Linked DNA regions of Mus musculus: regions 1, 2, 3 and 4 are each linked to region 5. The links are chromatin contacts, called in public Hi-C and HiCAR-type maps. All regions are on one chromosome and are shown on one strand. Each heading gives the region's core, a stretch centred on a gene start, on an enhancer-like site or on the middle of the called end of the contact. The rest is flanking DNA. Distances are from core to core; before and after follow the strand shown.

What was found. Hi-C and Micro-C count contacts between places; a contact is called where the count stands out from the background. HiCAR-type assays count read pairs that join an accessible place to other places.
Region 1: a contact with region 5 is called in a HiCAR-type map of PVALB interneurons, with 7 times the contacts expected there. The contact joins two enhancer-like sites. A contact is called at or near these places in 3 of 15 datasets of contacts at CTCF or cohesin (large pre-B cells, pro-B cells and stem cell-derived epiblast-like cells), 11 of 484 Hi-C or Micro-C datasets (CD4 T cells, the HL-1 cell line, Th1 cells and 6 more), 6 of 115 datasets of contacts at active chromatin or transcription factors (PVALB interneurons, embryonic stem cells, kidney and 1 more) and 1 of 9 other capture datasets (embryonic stem cells).
Region 2: a contact with region 5 is called in a HiCAR-type map of astrocytes, with 12 times the contacts expected there. The contact joins two enhancer-like sites. A contact is called at or near these places in 1 of 15 datasets of contacts at CTCF or cohesin (large pre-B cells), 2 of 484 Hi-C or Micro-C datasets (bone marrow-derived macrophages and cortical neurons), 5 of 115 datasets of contacts at active chromatin or transcription factors (astrocytes, embryonic stem cells, fibro-adipogenic progenitors and 1 more) and 1 of 9 other capture datasets (embryonic stem cells).
Region 3: a contact with region 5 is called in a Hi-C map of uterus, with 7 times the contacts expected there. The contact joins two enhancer-like sites. A contact is called at or near these places in 9 of 39 promoter capture datasets (the C10 cell line, cranial neural crest, embryonic stem cells and 6 more), 6 of 15 datasets of contacts at CTCF or cohesin (embryonic stem cells, hippocampal excitatory neurons, large pre-B cells and 2 more), 155 of 484 Hi-C or Micro-C datasets (the 3T3-L1 cell line, 3T3-L1-derived adipocytes, the AML12 cell line and 86 more), 18 of 115 datasets of contacts at active chromatin or transcription factors (CD8 T cells, Th17 cells, astrocytes and 10 more) and 1 of 9 other capture datasets (embryonic stem cells).
Region 4: a Hi-C map of muscle stem cells shows a contact between it and region 5, with 2.7 times the contacts expected there. The contact joins two enhancer-like sites. A contact is called at or near these places in 1 of 15 datasets of contacts at CTCF or cohesin (the NIH/3T3 cell line), 15 of 484 Hi-C or Micro-C datasets (CD8 T cells, adipose-derived mesenchymal stem cells, bone marrow-derived macrophages and 9 more) and 1 of 9 other capture datasets (embryonic stem cells).

Annotation. Positions count from the first base shown.
Region 1 is chr4:56,718,391-56,721,174 of GRCm38.p6, reverse strand. No RefSeq gene overlaps it. Among named protein-coding and RNA genes, the nearest start is that of Gm34687, 5.4 kb to the right of the region's middle. Within about 2 kb of position 1,519, at least 14 of the 459 cell types and tissues checked have an H3K27ac peak or open chromatin away from gene starts, as enhancers often do. A contact at or near this core is called in PVALB interneurons and cardiomyocytes, where this site is marked.
Region 2 is chr4:56,643,418-56,646,235 of GRCm38.p6, reverse strand. All of the region lies in intron 6 of Gm34687 (a long non-coding RNA gene), which reads left to right. Among named protein-coding and RNA genes, the nearest start is that of Gm26144, 34 kb to the left of the region's middle. Within about 2 kb of position 1,460, at least 130 of the 459 cell types and tissues checked have an H3K27ac peak or open chromatin away from gene starts, as enhancers often do. A contact at or near this core is called in astrocytes, cortical neurons and stem cell-derived neural progenitor cells, where this site is marked.
Region 3 is chr4:56,681,121-56,683,820 of GRCm38.p6, reverse strand. All of the region lies in intron 5 of Gm34687 (a long non-coding RNA gene), which reads left to right. Among named protein-coding and RNA genes, the nearest start is that of Gm26144, 3.4 kb to the right of the region's middle. Within about 2 kb of position 1,445, at least 1 of the 459 cell types and tissues checked has an H3K27ac peak or open chromatin away from gene starts, as enhancers often do. A contact at or near this core is called in uterus, where this site is marked.
Region 4 is chr4:56,611,131-56,613,830 of GRCm38.p6, reverse strand. No RefSeq gene overlaps it. Among named protein-coding and RNA genes, the nearest start is that of Gm26144, 67 kb to the left of the region's middle. Within about 2 kb of position 1,335, at least 19 of the 459 cell types and tissues checked have an H3K27ac peak or open chromatin away from gene starts, as enhancers often do. A contact at or near this core is called in muscle stem cells, where this site is marked.
Region 5 is chr4:55,513,534-55,516,233 of GRCm38.p6, reverse strand. No RefSeq gene overlaps it. Among named protein-coding and RNA genes, the nearest start is that of Klf4, 18 kb to the left of the region's middle. Within about 2 kb of position 1,388, at least 148 of the 459 cell types and tissues checked have an H3K27ac peak or open chromatin away from gene starts, as enhancers often do. A contact at or near this core is called in PVALB interneurons, astrocytes, cardiomyocytes and 4 more, where this site is marked.

The DNA.
Region 1 (2,784 bases), core at 270-2,769, 1.2 Mb before region 5:
AGCATGGTATGAACATCTGCTTGACTTTTGGGAAGGTCCTAGTGCTGTGTCAAACGTGGAGGAGAACTGTTGAGTCAGTGGGATCGTGGTAGAGAGACAGCATGAGGGGTTGGGATCGCATTACGTTTAACAACGCACCTCTTTGGTAATTAACCTGATCTTTGGAGAAGGACATTACTCCTTCTGACGGACTTACTCACCTCTGAAAGATTTGACATTCCAATACTATCTTCCTGGAGACCAGTTTTCCAATATTAATTGTACACAAAGTACAGCAGCCATCAACCCATCAGTCAATGAGAAGAAAACTCAGAGTGGAACACAAAGCACCACACGAGTGCACTGGGCTTTGGACTTGAAAACAACCTGCTTCTGCAAGAAAGACTATATATACATCAGACTGAATTTCGGTCCTTAATTAGGGTTGTTATTTAATCAGTCAGTTTCGTGATTCTGGTCTGATCAAATATCCTCCAGCCGCCTGCAACCTCTAAAGTAAGGAGTTTGTTATCTTGCAGGCGTGCGTGAGGTACTGCTTCCAAGGAAGGCGTGGGAGGTTGTAAGAGTGTCTCACATCCACAAGAAGTTCTCTGCGGTGGTTACTCTGATCAGATTCTGGGCTGGAGGTTTTTCTAAAGACACAACATCGTCTCAGATAAGAGAAGACTTCCAGATGCAAAGCCCCCCAACCTTGATCCAGCCTGTCCACACACAAGACTACCTACCGTAGGGCTTTTGTTCTACAAGGGAACATCCCTGCATGAAGTCAAGCTGGCATATCCACCCTGAGCACCAGAAGGTGCCAGCACAGGCTAAGCATTCAGAAGGGGTCTCTGGTTTGATTTTCAGATCCTTCTGTCCCTCAGGGTGACTCATGAGAGCCCAGACTTCCTTTCCTTTCATCCTGAGAGTGATTTCTGTCTCCCACAGGTTTTTTTGTTATTGTTGTTTGTTTGTTTGTTTTGGCTTGTGGCTCTGAGCCTAGGAAGAAACACTTATGGTTGTACTGTCAAGATTCAAGGAAGAATAACCTCCTGTTTGGGAGGGAGACCTGGCCCAAAACTGTTATCAGTGACTACATTTGCACGGTGCTTTACAGTGTGCAGGATACGTCCTTGTCCGACAGCTGATGTGATAACTGCTTTGCCCTGGCAAAGCAATGTGATGTGAAGGGCTGGATACTGGAGTCCATGGGTCATTTTCAAAATTCCATCTTCACTTAGACAAATTGTCTTTGGCAAGTGCTGCCCCCAAGTCTCTGCATATAACAGACTCAGGTCGCAAGTACTCACTCTAGAGAAATAGTTAACTGGTGCTTAGTAAAACTATTATTTCATTTGCCTATTTTCCTTTCATGCTAAATCAAGCCTGGGGATTTCTTCCTGTTAGCCGAGCTCTCTAGCACGGAGCCATATCGCTAGCCTTCATGCTGTCATTTTTATCATGCTTATGTCATCAAGTGACCTTAGCTGATCCCAGAATAGCTGGCTTAGGTCATGCCTCACTCTCTCCCTGTGCACCCTCTCATCTGCCCTTGAAGCTCCTGGCTTCACACCGTCCTCAGCCGCTCTCCTATTCAAACCCTACAGTGGGCTCTCATTTTCCTGTTCCTTAAAGCCTTAAAGCCGTAAAGCCTGGGGCCTTTGAATATTCACTACCCCCTATGCCCTAGTAATTCTCCGCCTTCTTTTCAGTTGACCCGCGCTTGCTTGTCCCCACACTCCTGGTTCACGTTCTTCACTCTCTGCTCCTAGTGGTTTTGTGGACCGAGGTGGTATCTTCCCCTCTCAGTTTGCCCATTAGAATGAATATTCCCTGATGACGTTCGTATATCTATGAATTATCACACACATTTGTGGGGTACTGTGTAAGCGCTGGTCTGAGTGAATGCATGTTGTAGAATCTCTAAGTGCAGCTAAAATCAGCACAGACTAGTGTTTAGTGATTGATCTCAGACGCTGCAAGAAGCCCAGGTTTCTACCCCCACTCTTCACATTCTCTGGGAACTCTCCAAGTTGTCTCCCAGTAGGGTCACAAAACACTGCTGGGTGATATTTTAGACAAAGCTGGACAGAAAAAGACAGAAGCAATTCATATGAATGAACCAGACTTCATATTTACAGTGCAGTAAGACCGCCAGTGGCACAAGCAGCCAGTGTGTAAAGGCCTGCTTTGAACATATCAGAAAAGATGAAATTACAGCATGACTGCCTTTGATGTCCCGTCTGTTTCGTCTTCCCAAATAGAAGGGAAACTCTGGCTCCAGGCTGAATTTTCAATGGCAAAAATAGACTAAATTCCAACCCTTAAATTATCAAAAGTGCCACATACTTGACGGGTAGCTAAGCAGAGAGCAGAAACCACCAAGTTAGTAATTAAATGGGCTTAAGTCAAATTAACAGAGACAGACATTCTCGTCTGGCAGTTACAGTCACAACAGAGGTCCCGGGAGCCCTGGATCTAGCCCTAGTGCCTGTGTATGTCAGACTTGAGTCCTGATATATGACTGTGGTTGTCATAGCGCTCTACCTCCATCTGTCCTTCTGAAAGACAACAGGGCAGTGGTTCTCAATCTTCCTAATGCTATTATCCTTTAATGCAGTTCCTCAGACACAGTTCTTCATGCTGTGATGGTCCCCAACCATAAAATTATTTGTGTTGCTACTTTATACCTGTCATTTTGCTACAGGTATAAATTGTAACCTAAGTATCTGATACGTAGGCTATCTGAGAGGTGACCCCTCACCCCTGGCAAGGAGTCAAGACCCACATGTTGAAAACCAC
Region 2 (2,818 bases), core at 211-2,710, 1.1 Mb before region 5:
TTCTCCTATTGCATAGATGTTATAAGTTTGGAGTCTCTGAGCTGGTACATTGTAAAGCCTGGACTTAAAATTAGTATCAAAGGTCTGGGGTACTGACTTTGCTCCCACAGTTGTTTATTATTATTATTATTATTGTTATTATTAATTTTTGTTTTTTAAGACAGGGTTTCTCTGTGTAGCCCTGGCTGTCCTGGAACTCACTCTGTAGACCAGGATGGCCTTGGACTCAGAAATCTGCCTGCCTCTGCCTCCCAAGTGCTGGGATTAAAGGCGTGCGCCAACTACCACCCGGCTATTATTATTATTTAAAGTCAAAATATAATTATGTAATTTCTCCCTTCCTTTCCCTCTCTTTAATCCCTACCATGTTTTCCTCTGGTTCCCTTTCAAATTCATGGGCTCTTTTCTCATAATTGTCATTGTTACACATACACACTCACACAGACACACAGACACACATACACAGACACACAGACACACAGACACACAGACACACAGACACACAGACACACAGACACACACACACACACACACACACACACACCCAACATAACTTGCTCAGCCTGTTTAATATTACTATTTGTGTGTGACTACATTACAGTACATGTGGGGAGGTCAGAAGACAATGTGTGGGAATTGATTCTCCATTTCTACCATGTGGCTCCTGGGATTCAAACACAGGTCATGAGGCTTGGTAGCTCTACCTTTAGCTGATGGTCTTTCCCTCTGGCTCACATCTTGTATTTTAAATTCACTCAGTGATCCTATGAGGTAGACTCATTATACACCTAGAAAAATTGGAACTCCACAGAGACTATGTTTTGATTTAGGCTTTTATAGCCAGAGAAACGTAATAGCTGCCAAGGAGTAGGTACACAGCGATTACACCTCTGCACAGGATACTATCTCTGTGCTAAAGTTAGAGAAACAAACTGTGGCAAAACACTCACAACCAAAGGTTACACCGTGTCATAGTTCAAGGAAGACTGTGGTTTCTTGAGAGACTCAGTGAATCACTGGACTTGGGATTGGATAGCTCTGTGGGTTCCAAATGGCTTCTGCCCTTGACCAGAACTGGCTAGTCCAAAGGTACACAGCTGACCACAGGGCATTCAGACTGGTGTCTACCCAGCCACTTACTCCATTCTCCATGCAGATCTGGAGTGAGATGTAGCAACTGGCATCTGCCAGTCTTGGGCCCTTGATCTGCTGATGGAATAGAGTGGAGAAGGGAATTAAAGCAGGATTCCTTGTGTACTTTGTTGTATTAGAATGTACCTCTCTGAGACTCTTATAGGAGAAGAGAAGGAAATAGGCTTTGAAAAGAGGAATTGGATTTATGGTGCATCCCAGGGTCTCTACGATTTTGCCCAGTGACCTTGGAGTGAGGAAACCCAAGACAGCTGTGACTTGGCAGCCAATGGGCCTAGATCCAGGGATTTTGGCTTCACTCGGCTGTAGGGGTGGAACAAAAGGAGGGGGAGGCTTGTGTTTCACGCTTGCATCAGGCATTTGGAGAGGATCACTATCCTCCAAAGAGATGAAGATGAATTCTGTGTTGCCTTGGTGACATAAAGGAAAATTATCAGATCTACTTCGAATGTGAGTATTTCACAGCCGTCATTAAATTTTTGTCTGAATTTTGCCAGGAAGGCTAGAGATGCACATATCTGGGGTTTAAAACAAATTCATCATGTTTCTTAAGCAGTCGTAACAGTCTCCCTCCCTAAAAACTGTGATGGGTGGGGGAAGCGGCTCAGAGACAGCAATGACTTCAAGCTGAGCAAAAAGATTCCCTCCTTGAGTTCTTGGCTCGAATCATGCATCCACCCTGAGAAATGTACTTTGTCCGCTCGCAAGTTATTTTTCTCCATCTTCTACGAGGCTGGAGCTGGCAACTCTGTTTATTGTGCACTGAGGGATTAAGTTGCTCCTCTGTGCAGCACAATCGTCATTCAACACCAGCTCAGGAAAGCAGGAATTGGTGTTTTGATTGCTGTTACCATGGTGACCAGTGGCCTGTTAGTTTGATGACCAGCAATGCTTTAAGTAACTGTGCTGAGGACTCCGGTCTGACGGGCATGGTTTCTTCTTCCCGTTACCTCACTTCTTGCGTGTGGCAAGTAGCTCACGTCACGGTTTTAACATGCCCAGACACACTCAGGGAAGGGCAGGAACGAGCAGAGGACGTCATTCTCAGAGGCTGGATGCTGCTGTTGCTTGGTTAGGATATCCTGTGAGGCCAAACAAACCCTGTCCCTGCCATTACAGCTTCTCCTGGGACGAATCATAGACCTTTTTTCTTCTGTCTTCTGCATAGGGTCTAACCTCTCTTAACTCAGAATGCAGCCATAGGCTCTTGGAGGTCTTCATTTGGTGCCACACTTATATTCCAACTAAACATTTGGTCTCCTAGACCTTTTTCAAAGTTTGAGCCTTAGTCCCACCTAGGATCTGGTAGCCTCCGGGGAAGTCTCTTATTCCTACATGTGTCACATGGTGGCAGGTGCTCTGGCTGCCTTCCAAATGTCTCTTCTGCCATCCTCTGTCCTTTATGGCACAGAGAATGTTTGTTCCCCTTGGGGCCTTGCCTTGAGCTGAGTGTGTGCCTCCAGTAGCTATGCTTTGCTTAATTTTTTTTTTTTTTTAGCTCAACCCTCCTCAGCATCTCTATGATCCACAATTCCTCTTTTCCCAGCCCAGAATATTCTCTGCTTCTCACAGGCCTGGTTGGAAACCAGCTCTGGATTTCTGGGTTTTCTAGCAGTGTGAGATATAGATTTTTCTTCTTCTTCTTCTTCTTCTTCTTCTTTTTTTT
Region 3 (2,700 bases), core at 196-2,695, 1.2 Mb before region 5:
CTTTAAACACTGCCTGTCTTTGGGGAGGATTGTGAGTGGGGGAGTGCTTGAAACACAGCACACAGCCCAGGTGAGTTACTCTGGTGGACATCTTCATGTGACCATCTCTGCTGGCAGTAAAGATTGGCACAATGCCATACAACAGCTTCATGGTGACCCAGCGTGTGTCTCTAGGCTTGGCCCTGGCTTTTAGTTTCATTTATAAGTCCTTCCCCCCACAATGGAGCATAGGAACCTGTCCTAAAAATGCCATCTCCAGTGTGAGCTGTGCAGGCTGAGGCTGCCAACCTGGTAGGCAGGGCATGGATGACATTCTAGGGAGGTATACCCAGCAGCAGTTTTGACAAAGTAGGGTTTCAGGGGCTTAGAGTTGCAGCTGGTATACAGTAGGAGCTCAATCATTGCTTCCTAGCAAACTGTGGCATGCTGAAGTGTAACAGGAATCCTGGAGTTTATGAGCCTAGGACCACAAACAATTGGAAGTGAAGACAGGATGAGCTGTGCTGGTGGTCTGGGAAGACAGGAGACACCCCCAAAACTTTATGGGTTTTTTCCCTCCAGCCAGCAGGCTTTGTGGTGTGTGTGTGTGTGTGTATGTGTGTGTGTGTGTGTGTGTGTGTGTGTGTGTGTGTGTGTGTGTGAAGAGAAACTGTGGCAGTCACCCTGAGCTTAGTCTTATCCCTTGGGTCACGTGGTCAGCCATGATGGCGAGACTTATGATGTCTTTGCCTCTCTCATCTTCAGTCCTTGCTCTTCCTTCTTCTCGGGACACATGGCCTAAGACACCACCACCACCACCACCACCACCTCCTCCTCCTCCTCCTCCTCCTCCTCCTTCTCCTTTTTCTTCTTCTAGATTTATTTATTTATTTATTTATTTATTTATTTATTTATTTATGTGTATACACGGTAGCTGTCTTCAGACACACCAGAAGAGGGCATCGGATCCCATTACAGATGGTTGTGAGCCAACATGTGTTTGCTGGGAATTGAACTCAGGACCTCTGAAAGAGCAGTCAGTGCTCTTAACCGCTGAGTCATCTCTCCAGCCCTGCTAAGACACTTCTGAAACACAGGTCATGTCAGCATTTGCAGGTCTCACCCTTGTTCTTCTCCAGGGCTACCTGGACTGGAGAGTTCACTCTGAGCAAGATAGTCATCAGTGGTGCATATGCACTAAGCCACCCGTGACATGTGCAAAGTGTCTGTTTTCTTATCCCCCACCATGAATGGATGGCCAACTCGGATGTTCATAGCCCAGACGTTTCAAAGGATCCTTAATGAAAATAACACACAAATTCACTTAGGCTCAATTTTGTTTTTGGAAGCTCATGGACAATTTTATTAGAGTCTCAGAGAAAAACAACAACAGGGCAGGCATGCTTTAAGTCTCAGCAGCTGCTGGGGGAGAGACGGGGAGAAGGGAGGACGAGAGAAAGTCATGCTTATGAGTTAGGCATGAAGGTTAGCAAAATGGCGGCAGGCCAAGCATCTGTGTAGGGAAAGAGCAGGGTGCTCTGGAGGAAGGGAAGCCCCAAGTGTCAGAGGCTTTGGCCTATATCATAAGGAAAGAGAAAAGAAAAAAGAAAAAGGAAAAAGAAAAAGGGAAAACTTGTGCTTTTCTGAGTTAGTACCCAGACTGGTGGACAGATCCACAGTTCTGTAAGCCACCGCTAGGCTCAGCTTTTAATGGGGGTGGGGGTGAGTGGGGTGTGGGGTGTCTGTGGGTTCTGCCATGTGAGGACCAGCCATGCAAACCTGCACATGAGTATAAAACAAGGCCCCAGTGGGCAGAGATGGAACAGTCCTGGAGACAGGGCAACATCTGCGGCAATGTCCCCAGTGTACAGGGGGGCCTGACCACACATTTAAGCAAAGCAACACGAGATGCAGTCATGGTAGCATTGAATTCTTCTCCTTCGCCATCACAGGCATTGAACCCAGTGCTTTGTGCATACTAACCATTTGCTCTACCACTGAGCTACACTGCCATTCCCACAACTGTGTGTTAGTAAGCACTTGTCTCCCTCAGAGTTAATAATCTGCCACGTCCAACATGGCCTAGTGTGGAAACGTGAATGGGCTGCCCTCTTCTGGTGTGTCTGAAGACAGCTACAGTGTACACAAATAAATAAGTAAGTAAATAAATAGATTTTTTTTTTTTTTTTTAGAAGAAGAAGTGTCTTAGGCCATGTGTCCCGAGAAGAAGGAAGAGTGAGGGATGGAGATGAGAGACACAGGGTCACTGAAAAGCTTCTATCAGACAGGCTGTGTGAACCTTAGTGGAACTGTGTCAATAACACAACTGCACTCTGGGACCTCGGTTTTTATTATGCCCAGCATAGGGCGTGGGGCTAGCTGGACTATAGGAGGTTTCTGTAGGCGAGCAGTCCCAGGCTGTAAACACACAGCAGGAGGAAGCTGTAGTTACTAGCTTCTGCACACACTGCAGGCATTTGCACTCAGACCAGAGGCAGGCCTTGCCATCCTCTGAGTCACCGGGCTTATGAACTGGGGATAGGGGAAGTGGGCACATGCAGGCTCCTGCTCGCTAGCAAAGGTTTCCTTTCTGATTCAGTCATTGTCTCTTCACCCGACCGCCTCCTAAGCTCTGCAGTTTGATCTTCTGAGGGTCTGACTGTCAGTTGGTACCGTACTTTTCTGAGTGACTGAAAACCCATTTAAAGAGTCCTTGCCTGT
Region 4 (2,700 bases), core at 86-2,585, 1.1 Mb before region 5:
TGCTCACGAATGCCCATGAACACTGTATAAGATCACATGCAGACCATGTCTGCAAAGTATATGCACAGCAAAATGAACTTTATTTAATAATTGGTCCCGTCCCCAAGACATCTCAGTATATATGCAAATATTCCTAAACATGGAAAAGTCCAAACTCCTGAATACTTCTGGTCCCAGATATTTCAGACAGGGATTGCAGTCTATAGTACTGTTATCCATTCAGCCATGATCCAACTAGCCTAACTTCAGACAGTTAATAAGAGCCTGAGCAGGGTCTCATGTCAAAGTCTGTTTGGCTTCAAATGAAGACTCCTACCTTCTCTTCCCCTGGCACTTTTCTTAAAAACATTGGGGTATGGGACATGATGCTTTGACATACATATACACTGTGAGTTGACTCCTATACTCAAGCTATGTAACACATCTATCTCTAACCATTTATTTTTGAGGTTCAACCTCCAAAATCCTACTTTTTTAAAAAAAAGCAAATTTCCAGTGTAGAAAACTATCACTGTCATATTGCTCGATGTTAGAGCCCTATATTCACCCATCTTGCATTCATGCAACATTGACTTTTGACTAACATGTGACTCCATTTTCCACTTGTGTGATCACTATCATCCTCTCTGTGTCTGCATATCTGTATTTGATTTCATAAGTTCCTCATGTAAGCAGGATCATGTGGCATTTCTGTTTCTGTGTCTGGCATATTTTATTTCTGTTTAGAGTATGGACACATATCCAGGGATCTGAAAGCATTGATTCAGTGAGAGAGAGAGAGAGAGAGAGAAAGGCACACACAGAGAAGGACAGAGATAGAGTTTTCTAGGAGGGAATCCTTGTTCAGATTCACAAACGTTCCTGACCTCAAAGGCTAAAGGGTGTCTGACTTAAGCAAGCAGTGGACTGATCATGATCTGACCTCCAAGGAACTTTCTGCTTTTATTTCCTGGTACTTCCTCTTGTTCAGAATACCTAATGAATTTCTGGAAGGTTCCCTGCCCTCTCATAAGTCCAGACCTATTTCCAGAGCCCCAAGTCACCTTGCGAGGAGAAGCCTGAGCCTTTAGTGGCGTCATGGCTTCCCAAAGAATTGCTTCTGCTGTGTGGTTCCTACCCTGGGTAGCAACAGGTAGGTAGCTGAGCTGGGGTGCTCATCTTCCCCCGTTCCTCTTCCCTTCATGCACAGGCTATGAGCCCCTAAATTATTTATCTGTGCTTTGTCTAAGAGGCTTTTGAAAACCAAGGGCAAGAGTCAGTCTTGCTCGGGCACTGTCACAGGCAAGCTGCCAGTTGAGCTGACATCAGCTTCTGGCTTCTGGGGTATCAGCTGTCGTTGCCTCCTGGGATATTCTTTTGGGACACAAGCGGAAAAGCTTGTTCATCAGGAGGTGCTCACTGGTGTCTCACATGTGAAGCCCTTCCAAGCCTTCCTCCTCTTCCTGCTCCTCCCCCTCTCTCTTCCTCCATTCCCCTCTTCCTCCTCTTAATTCTCCTTCTCCTGTTCCAGGTCCTCCTCTATTCCTCCTCCTCTTCCCTGCATTGTTGTTCTTGAGTCTCCTACTCTTTCTCTTCCTCTCTCCTCTTATTCTCCCCCCCCCCCTTACTCCTCCTTTTCTTAGGGCCTTCCTATAGCCCCTGAGTGTCCTCACTTTCATTTTATCTCCAAACTCCCTCTTCCACAAACGGTGTTTTTAAATGCAAGTCACCAAACAAAATACAAACGCTATAGACAGACTCAGCAGGGGTTTAATTCCTTGAAAGTTGAAATGTGACCTGAAACCCTCATTTCGATGTTGCTCTTGGGTAACGTGCTTTCAGCATGCAGAATGCTTTTTCATGCTTTAGGCTTTTCCTTCCCAAGTAAGCACATAGTCTGGCTAAAGTCCAGCCAGTGTCTAAACCAGGCCAAACCTGCCCCTTTCAGGCTGTCCTGGGGTTTCCAGTTGAGAAAACTCTGGGTTGCTTATTGCTAATATCATCTGGGCAATGTTCCTGGGGAGGGGCTAGCACTACCCTGTATGTCCCCAAGCCCCAGACAGAAGCTCTTGTCCTTCCATTGCAATTTCTCCTGCCCTCCTCCAACCCATAGGGCAGGACTTCCGGAGAGAGGCAACTTCCTTGAGGGAAACTGGGAAGTCACCTAGGCTTCTGCTTGTAGATGTTCTGCTGACATGGGCTGTGGACAGACAAGGACCCTTTCCCCAGGCCAGGGTTGTCTCAGACATTCTACGGTCTCTAAGAGCACTGGGTAAGCTATCAGGCTATTTGGGGTTTAACCCTTCTTGCCTTCATTCAGCAACTACTGAGTAAGCCACAGGTGCCAGGCTGAGCCTTGGAAAGCCTGGTCTCAAGGAGCTCCGGATTTTGGTTGGGAAAAATGGCAATGTAAATAAACAAGTGGGCAAAGTGTGCTAGGGTGGTCTAAGGGACTGTGAAAATGTAGGGTGACGTCACGCAATCCTCACTCCGTTTCTGTTGTTTTGTCACCCAGAGTAATCCCAAGGTTTACTAAATGCTGTGCAGGGTTGTGGGACTCTATACTCTCCTACTTGCCAGGAATAAGGATATGTTTAAAACTCCTTTGTGGGTTTATGTTCAAAAGTGGTCACCAAATCCCATGTCTGCATGGACAAAAACCAGTGCCACTTTTATTCAGTCCTGTATGCCTGTCATCTGGTGGCAAAGCTATTAGGGAGT
Region 5 (2,700 bases), core at 139-2,638:
GCATTGAGTCCAGAGGTAATCATTAATGTTTCAAGGGCTAACTCACTGGATGCCCTTTTCCCTCTGATGGCTTCCAAGCACCCCTGATGATGGGTTTCGGGAGATAAACTTTCCAGTCAGCAGACTCCAATTGAGAAGACAATGGATTGGAGATGCAGAGATTAACAGGAGTTTGGGTGATGAACGATTACTCCTATCTGGTCTGTGTGAAATGAAAGGAGCTTGCAGCATCCCCAGATAGGAGTTGTTTGGGTTTCAGGCCCATAATACCCTCCCTCTCTCCACAAAGGATTAGACCCTCTCTGAACAAAGCTAGAACAGAATCGTGTGGGTCGGCCAGACTCTGGGCCTTGACCTTGCTCTGCTGTTTCTGGTCACGTGCCACTTGTTTGGGATTTTGTTTTTCTGTGTTCTTCCGAAGGGCGACTTTCCCAGCGTCAAGAGCCTTTTCAAAGTCACAAGCGAATCATCCCTTAGTTCTTCCAGGCCGCTTTGGCAGGCTTTCTCTACCTTCCCCAAACAGGACCAAGCTCCTATATAAAATTCATAAAATTCTTGGCAGGAAAGAAACCCTCCCATTGGAATGAACAGATGTTGGGCGAGTAACTTTGCCATGATGAGTTGTTCCTAATACTGTAGGTCTAAAACGTGTGAGGATGTTAGCTTGTATTTTAATGAATGTCAACAAGTTCTGGGCAGTTCTTCCATCGCTATCTGTGGCACACACATAACAATCACACACCTGAATTTCTACAGAGTCCTTGGGGATTGGAAAGCTATGAAAAAGCGAAAATGGAAATCCAACGTGCATGCTGATGTATTATTATAAGCTAACTCTCAGAAACACCTTTCCTCTCTGCCCAGCACCTGGATGGTCTACGTGCTTCTCCTGAGGCAATTAGCTTTGGGGGAATCAGCAGAGACGACCAGGGTCCCCACCCCGGAGACTGGAGTGTCAGTTGCCTGGGCTTCTGCTGGCTGCAATGCAAGCCCAGAACCAGCCTATCCACTTTGGGATTCAAAGTCGGAAATAGGGTTCCCTGTGGGGTGGGATGCGGTGCGAGCCGCTCCGCTACAGCTGGCGGAGGAGACTTGGGACTGGACTGGAAAGCGGCGCATGCGCGACCCAGTGAGCATCGGGCTCCGCCTGGAGTCCCCGCTGAGGGCAGTTCTCGCTCTGCCGGAGCGCACCAACGTATTCCAGGTCCCCTGCCACGCCCGGAAGAACTCCTTAGCGTCCCTGTTCCTCTCCAAGAGGAGGTGGAATGGAAGATCGTAGGGTGTGGCTGGCGGAAGAGCCGATCGCCCAGAGTCCGCGACGCTCTTGGGCGGCCCCGGTGCCCGGGAGGCCTGAGGGCTTGAGCTGGAGGCGGGTGCGGCGCGGTCTGCAGCGCCTCCCGCCGGTCCTCTTGCAGTAACGCGGCCGCAGGAGGGAGAGCCTAGACCCAAGCCCTAGACTGACTCTTGTACGGGATTTCTCATTTTGACTCTCATCAGTACTTGGTTTGGGGCTCCTGAAACTTGATTCCCAGGCCTCTTCTTGGCGGATGAATACTGGGAGGTCGTACGATCATTTCAGAGAAGGAGTGGGTGGGCTGCAGACGAGGACAGGGTTCTGGGTTTGTTTCTTATCGTTTTGGTACCAAGGATTAAAGACAGGATTTTGTGCATGCTACGTAGGTCTTGGACAGCAGAGCTACAACCCCCCTCATTTACCTTCCCACAGAGAAGAAATCCGACTGCCCAGGTGGGATACTGTCACCTGTGGCTGTAAACTCAACTGTCTTCTCTCTGAACTTCATTTCCTCGTTGCAAAATAGTAATGATCTTATCTGCTTCCCAAGTAAGAAATGCAAAGCCCCTAGCTGTGACATCAGCTGTCAGGGCCCAAGAGCAACAGTACTACACACACACACACACACACACACACACACACACACACACACACACACACACAAAACAGGTGCAAAGAGAGACTTTACTCCTCACACAGTCAACCAGCAGATCCAGGGTCCTTTTTTGACAACACATAGCAGATGCTCAGCGGTCTATAGATCTTTGCCTGTGGCAGTCATGTTTGCTCACTCAGGCAGCTTGCAATGCAGAAAACTAGGTTTTTAAGTGGAGTTGGGGCGGTGGCTTATATGCTGCAGCTCCTGTAATAAGGTCAGAGTACAACTTAATTTTCCCCATTTCTTTCCTTATTTAGTGTGTGTGTGTCATCTCAGACAACGTGTGCTACTGTGTTCTCAGACACTTAAGAGGGAAGAAAGTACCCACTAAGCCACATCTCAGCCCATGTAGGAAGCTCGGACTACTGGGACCATGTGCTCTCATTTCTCCTTAACACCTCTCCCACACACATCTCACATTCTTTCTGAAGTGATCGTGTTAGAAAGTGTTAGTGTACACAGACTTACCAGTTGCCAGAGGTCTTTATCCTATAACTTCCCTTGGACCCAGTACAGCAGGCACATCTCTCAGGGTGAGTTACTAGTTCCCGCTGGAATGGAGCAGTGTGCAGATTTGGTGGATTGGGGAGAGCTTGCCTTCACGCCCTTTCCCAGACTTTGACTTTATCAGAGGATACCTCCTGGGACACCTGCCACTTGTGTGCTCTCGCTAAAGGTTGGCACTTTGCCTAGAGAGGGGGGAATGGGTCTTCTTGGACATGTTCTTTTTCAGTCCTGTTCTGGGGCA